Linked DNA regions of Zea mays: region 2 is linked to region 1. A link is a contact called in public Hi-C data. All regions are on one chromosome and are shown on one strand. Each heading gives the region's core, a stretch centred on a gene start, on an enhancer-like site or on the middle of the called end of the contact. The rest is flanking DNA. Distances are from core to core; before and after follow the strand shown.

Region 1 (2,544 bases), core at 31-2,530:
CATCAACGTCGTCACACCGAGAACTATAGTTCCATCAATGGCGCCTACTACTAGCAGCACAGAGCATGCACACGTCAAGCACATCACGTTGCACCAGTTCCTGAAGCAACAGCAGCTGCAGCAGCACCGGATGAAGCCCGCCGTGATGTGGGGCTGGCCAGCGACGGCGGCAGCTATCGGCCGCCACGTGCCCGACGACGTCGCGGACGACGACGACGACGGCGACGGCCTCGGCGGGGCGTGGCCGCCGCGCTCGTACACGTGCGCGTTCTGCCGCCGCGAGTTCAAGTCCGCGCAGGCCTTGGGTGGGCACATGAACGTGCACCGCCGGGACCGAGCCAAGATGCGCGGCGGACACCAGCATGGCAGCGCCGCGGCGCAGCTCGGAGGCGCGGCGTCGTCGCCGGCCACGGACGAGACGCCCCACGCTGCGAAGTACGCGGTGTTGTACCCGATACTGAACTCCAGTGCCGCCGGCGCGGTCCTCATTCCCAGCGGCGACGTGCTGCTCTCGGCCGGGCCGCTGGCGCTGGCGCCCGCGCACGACCGGTGCCACGTCATCGACGACGAGGTCGAGGGAGACAAGGACGTCGACCTGGAGCTGCGCCTCTGGTGGCCGTGATCCTACATCATGGAGAGCAGTTTTTTTGTTTGTTTGTTATATTCGTGACGATGTGTGATTTTTTTTTGGCTGTCTCCTTCATAGTAGTGATTACTAGTATTTCTCATCGAATAATTAATGGCATGAGATTCACGAGTTGCCATTGATTGGAAACGAACGCCTGGCGTTTTAGTACAGGGTGTAAAACAAGCCTCGGAATAGCGGAGACGAGAGGAAAGAGAGGCTGGTGTATGAAGTCTATAGAAGCCCAACAAGTCAGCGCACCTTGAATTGTTTAACATTCATGTAGCTTACAAACAGAATTTCTATGTAGGGATTCATTCTATGTAATATCTGTATCTTTTTATTTCACTTCACTTCATGTTCATGGTATCAGGGTTGTGAGGGCACACCTTTCGTGACTCAAGTAACCTCCTGATTTGTCTTAGGTTTTCAGAAACCTCAATGGTATAGCTGGATATTTCATTTCATGGAAAAAATAACAAGTCAGTTTCGATACGTATGATGATGTAAACGAAACTTATATGCCCTAATAAGAACAATTTGACAATTTTTGTCCTCTCAATTGCAAGTCCAAAGTGTCCAGGTCAATGAGAATATCTAGCACCCTCCTACTGGCTCTGCACCCGGCCCACAAACTCATTTCGGCCCAAATAGGGCACCACATAAGACACAACACAAGAGGAAGCTGCAGCTGCAAGCGAGAGAAATCCGGAATCACGAAGCGTCTAGGGTCAGCAAACAAATACTCCGGTTGCATTGCAGCTGCAGAATTTGTTGAAGCGTCTAGCTGCAGCTGCAAGTAGAAAGTACATTTGAATGCATCAAGCTAGTCCATACTCCATACAAGTCCTCCGATTCCTATGCTTATCACAAAACTACAACTTCAACACAACGGCTAAGAGGTATTTGAATACACCAGAATTAATAGTTAGTTAGCTAAAATTAGTTAGTGGAATTAACTAGTTAACAAATAGCTACCTAACTACGGAGTATTCACTAATTTACTAAAAATAGCTAATAGGTGAACTATTAGCTAGGGTGTTTGGATGTCTCAACTAAATTTAGCCACTAACTATTAGCTCTATTGTATTTAAACACCACCTAAATTTTTTAAATAAAGTCACACTAATAGTAATGCGATTCGTTTCTTTGCTACGGTTAGTTAAACATACCATCATGCATCCCTTTTTTCGTGGATTTAAGTCAAAGAAAAAATGTCCACGCCTGATTTTAACACTTCTTGGCCTGAACTCACCAATTTTGACCAGATGAACCTGCGACCCTATTGCTGCACTCTCTTTTCTGGATAATGGGCATGTAGCCTTGCACAAAACCATGTTCGTTCAAGTTTTCCACCACATGCTCGTTGTCGCTCAATGAGGAAATCCCAATCTGCAAGTTCATTTGAATGAGTATCCAATAAGTTGACATGCAAAAGTTCTAAAAGAGACGTGCATTCCTTTTTAAATCAATTTTGATTTCCAACACAATTTCACACGAAAATATTTACAGCAGAACTGCAGGATTTACCGACCAGCTGTTTTTAGTCAAATAATTCATTGTAAGTATGCGTGTAAAGTTGAGACTCGTATGTTCAGGGAGTTGAATTTACATAAACACAAGTTCAGGTAATAGAAAACTGAAAAGTTACAAGTACTTTTAGGATGGTTCTACTTCTGTTTCGTCTTTCATAGCCGCATTTTCTACATTGCCATTGCCAGTGACACGTTTCAACCGCGATGCAGCTTTGCCAATCGACTAGTTCAATTGAATTATCTTGTCGCCCAGAGAGTTTGACGAGTTTTCTAGGTGCACTCAGAATATTAGCTATCAAACTTACCTGTTAAACGAAAACAAAAGTTAGGTACATTCGTTTCCATACCTCTAAAGCTTCATCATAAGATTAAAGCCAAACGAAC
Region 2 (2,544 bases), core at 17-2,516, 250 kb after region 1:
ACGTCCCATACCTATAAATAGATGAACAGTGCTCCCGTACTGTTCACGCTGACTTGGCATTCACTTTTGGCGTCACATTTGTATTTTCACTCCTTCAAGCCGAAGGTACATTTGTAATTTAACATTGTCTGTAATAATAAGTTAAATGGAAATATATCAATAATAATGTTTATAAAAGATCATATTACTTTCTGTATTTTGTATGAATGTTCTTTACTTCTCATCATGGTCGTGAAGGCATGGCTTTCATAACCTTTGTCCTAGATTCATTATATCCGAAGGGAAATAATGACCCGAAGGACGAAGGGCTTTGACATTTAATATTTTATGTTGTCTTGTTCTTGATTCATAGCATCTGAGAACAAGTCCCCAACAGTGTAGGGCCCTGCGTCTTGGTGATCAGGCTATCTGTAACCGTTACCCCTAAATTTTTCCCCCTATATCACTTTTCCCCCTATTTTTCTCCCTATTTTTTCATCTCCCGCAGCGGTTCCCCCTAAATACTCCCCTTATACCCCCACTACAACTATAAAATATAATTTTCTATATCAACTATCAATTTTTTATCTACTAACAATTACTCGTGGACCCACGGTACAGTGTTTAGGGTGATGAACAGTGACACACTAGATCTGGGGCGAGAGAGAAGGGGGCCGGCACGTAGGGGGCGCTGTAGGGGCACCGCTGCGGCCGTGGAGTGCCCCCTACAGCCCCCATGCAAGGGGAGGGGGATGTGTTGCGCATAGTCTCAGATCTGCTGTAGCCTGTACCTGAAGCCAAACACAAAATTAGCATCGACCGAAAAAAAACACACACAGCATACGGAGGGGGGAAATAAAAGAGCTAAGGGCTAGTTTGGGATCCTTTTTTCTAAGGGGTTTTTATTTTTCTAAAGAAAATTAATTTATTTTCTCTTAAAAAATTAGAAAACGGTGTTTTCAAACTAGTTCTAATAAGCAGAAATGAGGAGGTCAAACCTATATAATAGTACACCGGTGGAACTTTTTGAATATTTAAATCTGCTGAGCACGGCCAGAATTGCTACTTTTCGTGTCGCTGAAAGGCCGCACTAAGCGGCTAAGATGAGTACTTTTCCTTTCACTTTCACGGAAAGGGAGTAGTAGATGTTTTAAAAAAAAGGAACGCCGCTACACGTGGCGACTCAAGTGGTAGACTCAACAGCAATCATCTAATAGCTTATGGTGGTTGGTGAATATGCCCATGGTCGTGGGCCGCTGCAGCTTCTGCACTAGCCCAAAATAATAGAGCCGACAAGCCCGGCCTGCAAATGTAATCCGAATACACCAATTGAAGCCCATTAGTGCTCAGATCAATTGTAAATATCCTAATCCTAATAGCAGATCTGCATGTAAGTCCCATTTCTGCCCATTGGAACTGCACCGAGACCTACATAACCTCAGTGCCTTTTCTTTTTTTTTCATAAAGCCATTGGAACTGCACACGGCCACACGGGACATGTTTTTTTTTCATAAAGCCATGTTTCCATGTTGATTGTTCAATGCCTTCGACCTGGCGCCCGGTAACTGAAATGTGCAAGCACTGCTGCTTCTTTCCAGGCCCTCAGAACTACAGGTCGTGTTTTTTGGTCTACATTTCTAGGAGAGTAGGAGTCAGGATGAAAGTCAAAGCTATTAAGAACTACGTTACCACGGATCACCAGATCCGCTCCCTTCCCTTCTGTCAGCAGTAGAGGCGCAAGAAGATGTAGAGAGCTCGTCTCCCTTCTCATAAGCACGACAGATGAAACACACAAGACACTGGATATAGGGTTGGGCCTCTGGCCTCTTTCTGATCTCTGTATTATGAGGAGGTGTACAAGTTCCTTATATAGGGATGTGAGACCCCTCAGGGACAAAGCAGTTATTTGCCCACATAACCCTAACTAGGGTTACTTAACACTCTCCCTTGGGCGAATACCGCGACCAACACATGCCTCGTTAAAACTCCGAAAAACCCAGTGGGAAAAATGTGGAGAAAGAGTGCATGGTGATACAAATTGCATTTGCACTTTGTTGCCTCGTTAAAAACCTCATGTGAGAAACTTCAAGAAAACTCACCAAGGGAAAAAGAGTACAACAACTGTCACCGGGACAGATTTCGATCCTTTGGGATCTAGATTCTATCGAATCTTCTACAAGGGCTAACTTTAGAAATGTGCTCCCCTGATCCTTGCAAAACTGTATCAATAAGGCAAAACATCTTCTTCTAGAAGTATATGCACATAAAGATTTAGCAAACGGATTGCATATCCTTGCAAGGACTATTTCAGGAACTTTACCTCTACTCACTTCTAGGATATACGAGGCAAGTGCACGTATCAATATAAATAAGCCACTTTGACTGATGGTGTTCGATCGACTAGATCTATATATTTGATAGAAAGTTCCATAAAGGTTCACATATTGATCATCAAGCTCACGCCTTCAGGGCATAGAATATGACATTTATTGTCTCACGGTTGTGATCAATATAAGCATTCGCTCCCCCTGACGATGACATCTGTCAAAGTCGTTATCCCTCATT

Evidence for each region. Hi-C and Micro-C count contacts between places; a contact is called where the count stands out from the background.
Region 2: a contact with region 1 is called in a Hi-C map of tassel, with 2.1 times the contacts expected there. The contact joins two enhancer-like sites. A contact is called at or near these places in 2 of 25 Hi-C or Micro-C datasets (ear and tassel).

What each region holds. Positions count from the first base shown.
Region 1 is chr10:138,269,656-138,272,199 of Zm-B73-REFERENCE-NAM-5.0, forward strand. No RefSeq gene overlaps it. Among protein-coding and RNA genes, the nearest start is that of LOC103641941, 24 kb to the left of the region's middle. Within about 2 kb of position 1,281, at least 11 of the 20 cell types and tissues checked have an H3K27ac peak or open chromatin away from gene starts, as enhancers often do. A contact at or near this core is called in ear and tassel, where this site is marked.
Region 2 is chr10:138,522,010-138,524,553 of Zm-B73-REFERENCE-NAM-5.0, forward strand. No RefSeq gene overlaps it. Among protein-coding and RNA genes, the nearest start is that of LOC100383502, 14 kb to the right of the region's middle. Within about 2 kb of position 1,267, at least 17 of the 20 cell types and tissues checked have an H3K27ac peak or open chromatin away from gene starts, as enhancers often do. A contact at or near this core is called in ear and tassel, where this site is marked.